2 separate regions of the Zea mays genome follow, and region 1 is linked to region 2. The links are chromatin contacts, called in public Hi-C maps. All regions are on one chromosome and are shown on one strand. The core of a region is the stretch at or near the end of the contact, and the rest is flanking DNA. Distances in the headings are between cores, read along the strand shown. Region 1 holds the start of LOC100194388. Region 2 holds the start of LOC103651075.

The links. A called contact is a pair of places that touch in the nucleus more often than the background predicts.
Region 1: a Hi-C map of bundle sheath shows a contact between it and region 2, with 2.7 times the contacts expected there. The contact joins the promoter of LOC100194388 here to the promoter of LOC103651075 in region 2. A contact is called at or near these places in 4 of 25 Hi-C or Micro-C datasets (bundle sheath, leaf, root tip and 1 more).

The regions. Positions count from the first base shown.
Region 1 is chr3:191,126,436-191,133,427 of Zm-B73-REFERENCE-NAM-5.0, reverse strand. LOC100194388 reads left to right here and starts at 3,267. Exons shown (of 2, transcript NM_001139419.1): 1 at 3,267-4,283; 2 at 4,367-5,062. The coding sequence starts at 3,322. The coding sequence ends at 4,670. LOC100193805 (a long non-coding RNA gene) reads right to left here and starts at 2,215. Exons shown (of 6, transcript XR_002268175.3): 1 at 1,897-2,215; 2 at 686-764; 3 at 1-163. It overlaps LOC103651078, which reads left to right. Exons shown (of 19, transcript XM_020550433.3): 16 at 87-226; 17 at 361-580; 18 at 672-904; 19 at 994-1,644. The coding sequence ends at 1,491.
Region 2 is chr3:190,843,557-190,850,396 of Zm-B73-REFERENCE-NAM-5.0, reverse strand. It overlaps LOC103651075, which reads left to right and starts at 2,965. Exons shown (of 11, transcript NM_001326545.1): 1 at 2,965-3,248; 2 at 3,970-4,246; 3 at 4,468-4,547; 4 at 5,327-5,451; 5 at 5,536-5,657; 6 at 5,816-6,049; 7 at 6,143-6,217; 8 at 6,330-6,430; 9 at 6,544-6,596; 10 at 6,727-6,840. The coding sequence starts at 4,052.

The sequences.
Region 1 (6,992 bases), core at 2,018-4,517, 280 kb before region 2:
AGTAATAAAGCATAGAAAAGATCAAAAGTACTGTAGTTTGATAAAAACTTAACTGACTATTTACCTCATGCATATTCAATTTTTAGCTTCATGGGGAATCGCTAAAAAAGATAGTGGAGGTGCTCCACAGCTGAAAGGAGCAAGGTTCTTTTCTTTTGATGAACTGAAGAATTGCACCAACAATTTTGCAGAGAACAATGAAATAGGATCAGGAGGTTATGGAAAGGTAAATAGTTATGCATACAAAATTGATATAGAATAAAACATTATCCCAGCCTGACAGCCTCTGCATTATCGGAGTTCCTTTTAAGGAGTTTTACATGGACAGCTAATGTAGTGATTCATCTTCACATGTGAAAGGTTTACAAGGCAATACTGGTAGGTGGAACAAATGTGGCCATAAAACGAGCAGAGTATGGATCAAAGCAAGGCGCAGTAGAGTTCAAAAATGAGATTGAGTTGCTATCCAGAGTCCACCACAAGAACCTGGTAAGTCTGATAGGATTTTGCTATGAACAAGGAGAGCAGATGCTGGTCTATGAATACGTCTCAAATGGGACATTAAGACATAACTTACAAGGTATGTACATAAAACCTAGTAACAAATCCTAAAGTGTTACATTCTTCCCTGTCCCTTTTCCTATTATATAAGAAATATATTTGTGTTGTAGCTAGAGGAATTTACCTGGATTGGAAGAAGAGGCTCAGGATTGCTCTAGGATCAGCAAGAGGACTAGCATATCTTCATGAGCTCGCCGATCCACCTATTATACACAGAGATGTCAAGTCCACAAATATTCTTTTGGATGGAAACTTTAAACCAAAAGTTGCTGATTTTGGTCTGTCAAAGTTAGTTGCAGACACTGAAAAAGGCCATATTTCCACTCAAGTAAAAGGAACATTGGTAGGTTCTTTGGTCACAGTACCTCATCAATTATCATAAATCCTTTGGTTAAGTGACTCTTGTCCTTGACGGTCAATTTCATGTCATAGGGCTATTTGGACCCAGAGTACTACATGACACAACAGCTCTCAGAGAAGAGCGACGTGTACAGCTTCGGTGTTGTCATGCTAGAGATACTGAGTGGCAGGCTACCTATATCAAAGGGAAGGTATATCGTCCGGGAATTCAGGATGGCCATAAACCCCAATGACCACAACTACTACGGCCTGCAAGGCATCGTGGACCCAGCCATCCACGATGCCGCACATACTGCAGGGTTCAGGAGGTTCGTGCAGCTGGCCATGGAGTGTGTGGACGAATCAGCCTCACGGCGGCCCACCATGAACTCTGTGGTGAAGGAGATCGAGGCGATGCTGCACAGCGAGGGGCTGAGCTCAGGCAGCTCATCCACAGTGGAGTTTGAGCACGTGGGGACCGCATCCACCTCGCACCTGTACAGTGGACAGGTTGCCACGGCACGCTCGAACAGCAGCAGCAGCACAGCAGAAGAACCACCCCGCCCAGAGCTTAAACACAGCGAACCGTAGGGGGACTGGTCAGTTTGCTGCGTTTTCCTTTCCCTGGTCATTCGGTTGTGTTGTATCACACGCTAGTTTACCTGATACTGTATTGTGCAAAATTTTCCCAAGGATCGCGATTCGCGAGCTGCTATTACACAGAAATTTCCACAACCATAATCAGATTAACATGCCAAATATGTACGTGAAATCGTCTCTGGCGGAATTGTTATTTAGTATAGCATCCGCAAACGAATCGATCGACGCCTCTGAAACCCCTAGCATTTACTAGTACGGAGTAGTTAGCTGAACGCAGAACCCAATCAACAATCATCGTGGGGGCCGGGGCGCTCGAACTCAAAACCGCTGGCAAATTAGGGCGGGGAGGGGGTTTAATTAGCGCGAGACGGAGAGGTAGAGGAAATGCAGGCAGACCTCCAGTGTGGTCCTCGAGGACGTGGCCGGCGGTGCTGCAGAGGAGCCGAGAGGGAGAGGGAGAGGGAGAGGAAATGCAGGTTGCAGGTAGACCTAAGTGTGCTCCTCGGGTCGGCGGTGGTGCAGAGAAGCCGTGAGCCGTTACCCACACGCTCGCTCGCGCTTCTGCTGGTTCGCCTCCCGTCCTATCCCGACAGCCCTCGAAGACGGTGTTGCCGCCGTGGCTTCCCCAGTCGGCCACTCCCAATTCCCCAACGCCGACGGCCCGGGCTCCGGCTTCCTTCCCAGTTCCCTCCCCGACCAGCGATGCGGGTTGTATGGGCCGGGCTGCCTCTGTAGAGTAAATGAGTAATTGTGTTTCTGTCGTCATCATCCCGTTCCTCTAATAAACAGGCCGAAACTTTCTATTCTCAATGCTGGATGCAAAGCGAGCAGGCCGAGCCGGCGGCCCGCGAACGTGTCGTTTCACTCCACGGTCTCGGGCCCTCGGCCAGACCCAGACTTTTTACAGACACCACGCGCCCAAAAACACGAGTGAGTACTACACTACTACAGACGCCCTACCGCATCGACGCATGCATGGTGCATGTCATGCAAGAACGGGTCAAGAATAGATAGAAAGGGCGGTGGCAGCCAGATCGGCGGTGGCTGAGCGAACGGCCGCGCGGAGAAGACGGGACGGGCATTTGCCAATTGCCATTGTGGGCAAACCACCGCGCCACGGACAGCGCGCGGACCGCTCCTTCCAATGGGCGACAGGCCCCATATAAGCCGTGGCCTCCCGGCTGCCTGTCCCCACTCGTTGAGCCCGCCCCCCGCCACCGGCCGGATCGACAGCATCCATCTGACCGTCTGCGCGCGGCGGCTCTCACACCGAACACACGCAGGGCGCGCATAGGCGAGGCGAGGGCCCCCGCGAGGGATGGTGTGGTCGGCTGGGATGGCAATGCGAGGCGCCTCCGCCGCGCTGCTCGTGCTGGCGCTCGTCGCCACCGTGGCGCGCGCGGAGGACCCCTACCACTTCTTCGAGTGGAAGGTGACGTACGGGACGAAGACCATCATGGGGACGCCGCAGAAGGTGATCCTCATCAACGACATGTTCCCCGGCCCTACCATCAACTGCACATCCAACAACAACATCGTCATCAATGTCTTCAACATGCTCGACCAGCCGCTCCTCTTCACCTGGTAATAACCTTACCTTAATTATAAATGCCGATGGAGGTGCTGCATGCCTACGTCTACGTGTATACATATTACATGCATGTGCTGCACGTACTCAGGCACGGGATCCAGCAGAGGAAGAACTCATGGCAGGACGGCATGCTGGGCACCATGTGCCCAATCCAGCCCAACACCAACTTCACGTACCACTGGCAGCCCAAGGACCAGATCGGCAGCTTCTTCTATTACCCCAGCACCGGCATGCAGCGGGCGGCGGGCGCCTACGGGCTCATCAGCGTCCACAGCCGTGACCTGATCCCGGTCCCCTTCGACACGCCGGCCGACGACTTCCCGGTCCTCGTCGGCGACTGGTACACCAAGGACCACACCGTCCTGGCCAAGAACCTGGACGCCGGCAAGGGGATCGGGCGGCCCGCGGGGCTCGTGATCAACGGCAAGAACGAGAAGGACGCGTCGAACCCGCCCATGTACAACGTGGAGGCCGGCAAGACGTACCGCTTCCGCGTCTGCAACGTGGGCATCAAGGCGTCCTTCAACATCCGCATCCAGAACCACATCATGAAGCTGGTGGAGATGGAGGGCTCCCACACCATGCAGAACGACTACGACTCGCTGGACCTCCACATCGGCCAGTGCCTGTCGTTCCTCGTCACCGCCGACCAGAAGCCCGGCGACTACCTGCTGGCGGTGTCCACCCGGTTCATCAAGGAGGTGAACAGCATCACGGCCGTGATCCGCTACAAGGGCTCCAACGCCCCGCCGCCGGCCAAGGTGCCGGAGAGCCCCAGCGGATGGGCGTGGTCCATCAACCAGTGCAGGTCCTTCCGCTGGAACCTGACGGCGAGCGCGGCGCGGCCCAACCCGCAGGGGTCGTACCACTACGGCCAGATCAACATCACCCGCACCATCAAGCTCGCCATGGGCCGCGGCAAGGTGGACGGCAAGGAGCGGTTCGGCTTCAACGGCGTGTCGCACGTCGACCCCGAGACCCCCGTCAAGCTCGCCGAGTACTTCAACACCACCGACGGGGTGTTCCAGTACGACATCATCGGCGACGTGCCGCCCTCCAAGTCCGCGCCCACCAAGATGGCCCCCAACGTCATCCGCGCCGAGTTCCGCACCTTCATCGAGGTGGTCTTCGAGAACCCCGAGAAGAGCATCGACACCATCCACATCGACGGCTACGCCTTCTTCGCCGTCGGGTAATTAAACGACTGGCTGACTGAATGAATCTAGCTACTAGCTAGTGCTCTGCCTGACGATCTATACGCTACGTACTGTGCAGCATGGGCCCGGGCAAATGGACGCCAGCGTCCCGGAGCACGTACAACCTCCTGGACACGGTGAGCCGGCACACGATCCAGGTGTACCCTAGGTCGTGGACGGCGGTGATGATGACGTTCGACAACGCGGGCATGTGGAGCATCCGGTCCAACATCTGGGAGAGGCAGTACCTCGGCGAGCAGCTGTACGTGAGCGTCATCTCGCCGGAGCGGTCGCTCAGGGACGAGTACAACATGCCGGAGACTAGCCTCCGCTGCGGCAAGGTCGTCGGACTGCCAATGCCGCCGTCCTACCTCTCCGTCTAGAGCATGCACGCATCTCGCTCGGTTTCCCCTTCCTTCCATCACGTGCGCACGGTGCTGTATACACAATTTAAAGGAGCGTGAGGGCAGCGGCTTCTCTCGTTTCCTTCTTCTCTAGCTTTGTCCCCCTAGCTCGTTTGTTCTCTCGTCGTCCCGTCGTCCGGTTCATTTCCGCTTCCGAGGAATAATAATCAACCAAAGGGGCGGGCGACCAGGGAAATTAAGAGGCGATGGTCAGCTGCAAATGCATTCATGCGTAAACACATCGAGACGCCGTCTCGAACCATTGTAGGAGTTAAGTATATGATGATATATAATCCTGTCTATCTAATAAGTCCCTCAGCCAAAAATTGTTCTTTATATTTATGTATATGTACATGCATGTCTCCTGATTCAACTTTGATGTTTATTGTCTCTTTCGCTTTCGTACTGAACTTATCCGTGTAACTTGGTATTGGTATATGGATCAATAGATTGTTATTCACTATATACTATGGCTTCCAGCTGCTGATAAAAAAAACAGAGAGCATCTGTGATATATATATATATATATATATATATATATATATATATATATATATATATATATATATATATATATATATATATATAGATTGTATATTAGGAGCCCTGGGCTTCTTTTAGTTATTGGAAGCCCAGGCCAGACAGTGCAATCCGGTCGAGCCGGACCAGGTCCAGACGTCTATAAAAGAAAATCCGTAGTGCTAGGGATCAGTTTTTACGCCCCATCTCGATTCATTATCGACGGTTGCTAGGCCGGCGGTGGCGGCGGTTCCCAGGCCGACGGTGGCGGCCGCCGATCCAGAGGGCGAGCGGCGGCGGCAACGCCCTTATGCGGTGGCGACGGTTTCCAGGCCGGCGGTGGCGGCCCCCGATCCAGAGGGCGAGCGGCGGCAGCGCCCTTGTGCGGTGGCGGCGATTCCCAGGCCGGTGGCCGCAACTCCATTACCTCGACGCGCGGTGGCGGAAGTTCCTCGATCCGCAGCGAGGCCCTTGTGCAGGCAAGCGGCGGCGTCCCCGAAGCCCCGAGGAGGCGGCACTTCCAAGGCCGGCGAGCAAGCGACGCCCGTCGACGTGCGAGTAGCGACGGCGACGCATGAGGCGCGATGTTCGAGCGAGCGACGTCACGGAAGGGGCGAGATGCGCGCAGCGATGATCGCGCGTGACATCCTCTGATCCGGCGCATTTTTCTTTTCGTTTATTATGTTTTATGCCTACCACATGTATTATTTACGCTAAAAACTGTATGTTTTTATGCTTTAACACAGAGTTCGTATATCAGTTTACTGCATGCACATTTGAAAGGCAATTTCTTGATTTATGTTGTTCTTAATTTGCGCGCATGCAATGGAAACTCCCACGATTTTGCCATAATTTTTGGATCTGTGATAAAAATAGAAACCGCATGCATGTGGCTGCCATGTTTTTCGTATCTGTCATAAAAATAGGATCGTAATAACAACCTACTAAAGCTATCAACCTCTAATTGACTCGGTATTTACGCTTATAATTGAGGGATTTTATGCTCAAAACTTAAGGTTTTTACGCTCCACCCGGAGATGCGTCCACCAGTGAACAACATGCCAGATTTTTTACGCAGTGTAAGGAATTGCATAAATACCTACACCGTGTAGTATAATTTGTTTCAGTATACATCATAAACTATTTCTAATGCGTTTAGTTGCATGGCTGTTGGAGGGATCCTATATTTAAGAAGGAAATAAAACATTAAATGTGATTTTTTGTTTCTATGCATGCAATTCATTTCCTTTCATTGCATATTTTTCCATCATAAATTCGTGTGCATGCAATCTGTAGCAGATTTTTACGCAGTATACCGAATTGCATAATTATCTACACAGTGTAGCATATTTAGTATCAGTATATAGCATAAAATGGTCATTACGAGTTTTAGTTGCATGTCTGTTTCAGCGATCCTAAATTTATGGAGGAAATAAAGCATTTAAAACAGAAACCGCCACACATATCTTTCCTAAATTTACGCGCATGCAAGGGAACGTGATTGACTCATGCATGCATTTTGCCATAATTTTAGGATCTGTATAACCGCATGCATGCGACTGCCATTTTTTTCGGATCTGCCATAAAAATAGGATCGTAATAACAACCTACTAGAGCTATCAACCTCTCACATTGGCTCGGTATATACGCTTATAATTGAGGGATTTTATGCTCAAAACTTAATGTTATTACGCTCCAACCCGGAGGTGCGTCCACAAGTGAACAACATGCCAGATTTTTTACGCAGTGTAACGAATTGCATAAATACCTACACCATGTAGT
Region 2 (6,840 bases), core at 1,716-4,215:
TTCCTGTTTTCTGATTGGTACACATTAGGTTTCTAATCAGTCATAATCTCTATTCACATGAAATGGAAATGTCGATCTAGCACAGCTCAGGCAAGAAGAAGACAATGTTTCTGTTTCTGGGCAGTGCACATTCCTGAATCCTGATGCTTCTGTATGGCGCCCGATAGGGCGCTGCTGGTTCTAGTTCGTTGAAAGGCCGCTGGCTCAAATGAAGTGGCCCTTGGACACCCTCAAGTGGTAAACTGCAGCCACGGGCCGTGCGCATGGATATGCAGAAGCAGAAATGCACTGTGCGGTCCATCCTCAGTAGCCAGTCCTCACGTAAGCCAAATAGCTGGAAACCTGAGGAACCTGTCAAGAACCTGGTAGAAGCCGATGACGAGCTCCTGTGATCATATCATATCATATCACATGAAACTCGTCCTTTTCTTTTTTCTAGTTAGAACGAGAAAGCTGATGCTGTGTCCCCCACCCACCCACCCCACGGGTACCTGTCCGCCTTCCTGAAGTCAGTAGTAGGCTGCATTACTCACCACTTCCTTCTTGTCCCAAACAGAGCCGCGTGCATGTTTCATGCCTCGTTAACTCTCTGCAGAAGTCGTCAGACGAGCCCGCTGATACTCTCTCTATACGCGCACCGGGAGTGATCGAGTAAAATCTGTGCGGTGCTTGCCTTGCTTCCATCAGCATGCAGGTGACCGAGCGGCGCTGACGCTGACACCGGCAAAAGGAAATTCGCGGCACCAAATCGGAGGTGGCCGGCCGGGCACGCGCACGCCGTGACTCGCTCGCTGCTTTCCTGGGCGCTTGCGTGCGGCGACGGCGACGCCTTGGCCGCACGCACGCGGACGCTTGCCTTGGCCGCGCCGGCCAGTGCCACGAGTCACCCCATCTCCGGCTCCGGGGGAAAATCTCGAGTGCTTTTCGGCCCGGCTTCTGTCTGTCGCTGCTTTGCCCTGTCCGGCCCTTGACAGCAGCGGCTGGTAACTGGCGTACGCCTCACCTGAGCTGAGGAGGAGCCGACGTACGTACAGTACAGGTACAGGCGTACAGCGGCTCTGTTTTTTTTCAGTCCGTTTCGGAAACAACGTATCGGCCTAACCATCTGGACTTTTGTACACCTGTTCAGTTCACTACACATCATACTGCGCCAAACAAGCCATGGCGTGTGCCTTAAGATAACATAACAATCAGCTGATCAGGTCATTAGGAATCAGGATGGATCGCTTCACGCGAGAGAACGAATTGAAGTGCGCCGGAGAGGACCGAGTATGATGGTGACTGGTGCGAGTTGCATATATACTGTACTGTACTTGGTAAGAACTTCCCGAGGTGGACAGACTAATTAATGTCACTATGAGCTTGCTACGCTGGTACTAGATGAGAATTAATTAAGTGTCGGCCAATTCTGCCCCAAAATGACGAGTCGTCGCCATCATTCTGCCGTCCCGATCAGGCGTTACTGTTACTGGGAGTCCGGATGGGTTTGTTCAATTCGTGATGATGGCTACTATACCTCTGAACGAGTGAAACAAGAAAGAAACGTCGTGGTGGCTACGCCATCTGATGGAGACACGAACGCGCCTACCATCGTCGTTTGCACACATAGCAAGGGTTACAGTGACAGTAGCCCACAACGCTTATCTCTTTTTTCTGATAGTAGAGTTTTAGGTGGGCTAATATCCTCAGTCTTTTTAAATAAACAAAGCCAGAGCCCAGATACAGGAAACCGCTTACAGCTGTCAAAGCATCGCTTAACCGAGATTCTCCATTCTAGCCGCCCGCCCAATAGAAAGAGATAGATCCTCTTCCAATCACTCAAACAGAACAAAGGGAACTTGACATCTTGCTACATGAAAGGTACGACTCGCGCGCAGGTTCAGAGGCCTGTGGCTGAAGCCTGGATCTTGGCTCCATGACATTATAGTATCGTAATTAACATGTTTTAACCCTAATTAAGCTCCATGACATTATAACGATATGTATTACGATACTATAAATATTATATGATATTTAAAAAAAATGGGAAATGATAAATATGTATTAATTATCTAAGTTCTAGTGTATAGGGCATTATGGGGAGTTGTACAGTGAAGAATTGTTAGAGACGAATTATATGTAAGGTGAGAATTTTTTAGGGGAGGAAGTAAAATATATTAAAAATTACAAATAAGGGATAAGTATAGGGAAAATTGTTGGAGAGGGGCTCACACCTCAATGGGATGATGACGTGAAAAATATGCGCTCACATTCTCCGTACCCTAAATTCACATTTTTGTCTCTCCTCTGCTGGTCTATTTGCATTCGCACACGATGATAGGCTGGAGATAGACTACGACTACTAATCTAACGACTTTCTCTGCATGGTTCTCTAACCTAAATATAGAGAAGGTTTTCTTATTTATAGTCTCTAACGGGATTCTCTACAACCTCCTTTGACGCTTTTATTATTATTTTTATATATGGAGACTCTTTTGTCTATGTCTATTTTTATACTTTAGATAATGGATTATGCAAAACTTAAACATGTATAAGACATTCCAAGATATAGTAAAAACATGCATGCAAAAAATCTAAAACAAAATACGCCACTAATATGAGTTTCTGATGTATAGAGAAGATATGTTTGGTTTGTCTGTTCACTTTCTCGACTCTGTTGTGTCAACCATTTCTAATGCTAGCAACCCAGCTGCTGGCAAGGTTAGCCTTGCCGAGCTAGAGCAAAGCGAGCTGGATGGGGAGGGGGGGACCAAACGCCGCCGGCCACATGGCAAGCCGCCCGGCAGCTAATCGACCACAGTGCACAGGCAGCAGTCAGGACGGAGCAGCGAGGCTGGGCGTACAGCCCAGGACGGCACGCCCGCAATTCCTCGTGCCCCTGACCTCCTCTCCTCCCCCCCTGCTACGGATTCCAAAACGGATATAAAATGCGCGTGTATTATCTAGTCCAGTCCAACCGACCCGGCATCGTCTCGCGAGCCGCGACTCGTCTCGTCATTTCCATCGAACGCCCAGATCCCACATTCCCACCTAGCTCTGCGCGATCCATCCCGGCCGCCACGCCAAGGAGGCCCTCGCCTGACCTCGGATCAAAGCCTCCTCCATCCGCCTTCATCCCGGCCGGTGGTTCGGGCCGTCACGGGAGGGGTCCATCACTGGTTACTCGGTGGAGAGCTCGGGGCTCGGCTCCCATCTCACGATTCTCACCCCACACGCGCACCGGGTCACCTCGATTCGGCAGCCTCGCGGTGAGTTGAGTTCTTCGCTTGTCGGGCCAGTCCGCCTCTCGCTTGGCGCGGTTATGGATTCGCGGGTGGCGTGGCGTCGTCCGCGATCGCTCTAGCTCGCATTGAGCGATTCGCGAGTTGCGACTCCTTGTTTTGTTTGCTCTCTGTTTTTTTTTATGTCGATGGTGATATGTGGCGGCGGGATTCTGAGCTCGGTTGCTTCTAACCTTCCGCGGAGTGGTTTAGCTAATCGGTTTTGAAGCTGTTGATATGGATGTGCCGTGTGCGTGACGAATCGAATGGGCCGCAGCAGGATTCCTACGCAGCTCGGCAGCAGGGGGAATTGGATCCTGCGACCATGCGAATTTGGAACCCTGGAGCAGTGGAGTGCTAGGAGGTCTCGGTGTCGTCATTTTTTTCTAGGGGCGTAGGAGTCGACTTGGTTGGAATCTAGTTAGTCATAATTTCTCTTTCTGATTTCATTGGTCTGTCCATGCGTCTGTTTTCGTCAAACAAGAAGTTTGTTATTGCCAAGCATCCCGCTATGGAGGAAGCTGCCTGCCGTATTGTGTTACGCGAATCCGGTGAGCTGGGCTCTGCGCGTTCCTCTTGACGCCCTTTGCGCGAACGACGAGCTTTCTTCCAGCTCGGTTGCCCCTGAACAACCAACGCCAAAAGCAGCTCCAGAATTTTCCTGATGTCGTCTCTATATTTTTGCCTTCTAAGTCATGCTTAATGGCAGAGTCCTTGTTGCGTGGGTCACTGCCTCACTGGGTTCTGAGGCAAGGAAAAGAAGGCTTCAGTAGTCAGGTCTGGGTCAAGCCATGATGGAGAGATCGCTGCTGGAGGTGCTGGCCACGGCGGCGCAAGGAGGGACCGAGGGGACGTCAGTGCTGAGCATGCTCAAGTACGCCGTGCTGCCCATCGCCAAGGTGTTCACTGTCTGCTTCATGGGGTTCCTTATGGCCTCCAAGTACGTCAACATTCTCCAGCCCAACGGCCGCAAGCTTCTCAATGGGGTGAGCTTTGTCTCTTGTAATAACTAATAAGTGCTAGCTAATGGAAGGTTGTGTAATGGACAATTGTTTTTCTATTGAGGAATTATTTTATTAAGTCAAGATGATTACCCATCTTGGATTTTGTTTAAAGTAGGAATATGTGAAGCAGTAGAGGAGTTGATTGTCTCATTTGTTTTCTCGCTGTATCAAATTAGATATAACATTTTCACTGTTTGTTGCAGCTTGTGTTTTCCCTTCTGCTTCCATGCCTTATATTTTCCCAATTGGGTAGAGCAATCACTATCGAGAAGATGATACAATGGTAAAGATAATTTTGATTGTTATCGTACTTCAGTTTTGTTATTATAAACCTAGTGTTATGCTTCATCCAAGCGTGCTATATTTGCTCTTGATTTTTTGATGTGTGAGTTATTGACCGAGATGTTGTTTTCAGCTAATCATCTATTTGTATATGCTGCTGACCCTCTATAAGTAATACATCCTACAAATATTATATTACTGACCACACTTGATTGGTGTGCTATTGTTTATCTTTCTATTTGGATCAATCTTTGAGTAATTAGGTTCCATATGGAACAAATTAGTTTTAGAAGCTCTAGCTTTCTACAAAAGGACAAAGAAAAGACTACCTGAAGGTGAAGAAAATCAGCGCTCAAGCATTAATTTGGTTCCAGTTGAATTTATGGATCAATATGGGATTGACTTCAGATTCCAGGATTAATTTAGTAGCACTACTTTATGTTTAACTTTTTGAATACTGCAGTAAAGATTGGAGACACTATTCCAAGTAGTTTGTTTCCATATGATATAGTAACCTATATTTTTTTCTTACTGGCAATTTATATCTTGTTGAAAATGATAGAAATTTATGTAATGGACTATTCACTATTCTGTCCTATATTTTGACATACCCCTGGATTCTTTCCCCCTTCTGGTGTGTATATGTATAACAAGTGTCCACTTTTGTGCATAAGCTTCTTTAGGAGTGTGTGTCCTGGAAATTTTCCTTTGTCAAATAACTGTTCTGCACTTCTGTTCTGCTTTTACTTTTTTATATCATCTATACTTGCATGTTTGCAGGTGGTATATTCCAGTAAATATTGTTGTTGGCGCAGTATCGGGCTCTTTGATTGGATTTGTTGTGGCATCTATCATCAGACCTCCATATCCATACTTCAAGTTCACTGTTATCCATATAGGAATAGGTACCACTTTTCTGTTTTGAAAATAAGTTTTATTTTTATCTATCATTTGTTTATCCAATACCAATCCAGGTTCTTTTTTTGCAGGAAATATTGGAAATATACCTCTGGTCCTCATTGCAGCGTTATGTCGTGATCCTTCTAACCCATTTGGCGACTCTGATAAATGCAATCAAGATGGGAATGCATATATCTCATTTGGCCAATGGGTACGCCATACTTTTCTCTTTTCTCGGCTTGTACATGCTCATTTTTACTCATGTCAGCATAGTGACCTTGTTGTTTAAAGATTGCCACTTATCACCTAGACTATGCATACAATTAGCTGTTGAGGTTATTCACTCGGTGAGTCCTCTATATGTTGCAGGTTGGTGCAATTATTGTTTACACATATGTATTCAAAATGCTTGCTCCACCACCAGGACAGACCTTTGATGGTTCTGAAGAGGATGGAATCCCAATCAAGGCATCTGGAGAGAATACAGTGCCCCAAGTAGGAAAATATCCTATGAACACTAACAGTAGTACTGTACCAGAGAATGAACCTTTGTTATCTGCTGGGGAAGTTCAAAAGGAGCGTGCCACTTCTGTAGGAACAAAGGTAAGAAATTCTAATAGTGGAGCTGATTTCGAATATCCATTTGGTGCGTTTACTTCCCACTGCAAAACTAAATGATTTTGTTGTTTTATGCAGATAATGGGCTATGTTAAATGTGTGGTTAAGTTTCTGAAAGACAAGCAGCTTCTCCAGCCACCAATTATTGCATCTGTATGTATTGCTGCTGTAGTGTTCTACTAGCATTTTTTAAACCAATTTCTTTGAGTAATTATTTATATACTAACTCTACGTCTTTTTTTCTTTTGGCCATTGTTTAACACAGGCTTTTGCAATTGCAATCGGTGTTATCCCATTCTTGAAGAATTTTGTACTTACGGATGATGCTCCTCTGTTCTTTTTCACAGACAGCTGCCTCATTCTTGGGTATCTACATGTTTCATTTCTATTTTGTTTTTGCGAAAACATCTCTCTTGCCAATAAAGTTATCAAACTGAGATGAATGTATCTATCACCTAATTCTGTGGCATACTTTTCAGAGAAGCTATGATCCCATGCATTTTACTTGCTGTTGGGGGCAATCTTGTCGATGGTAAGTAGCTATTTTAGTTAAAACTTTGGAGAATTGCATGGGGTGCGATAATCCTTAGAATGACCATCTTTATTGGTTTAGAGATATTTCTAATGTTTTTGCCTTTACCCATGTTTTTTTATGGAATCAGGCCCTGGTGAAGGAAGTAAGAGGCTTGGCGTGCGTACCACTGTTGCTATAATTTTTGCACGGTTGGTCTTGGTCCCTCTTGCTGGGGTTGGCATTACCATGTTAGTTGATAAAC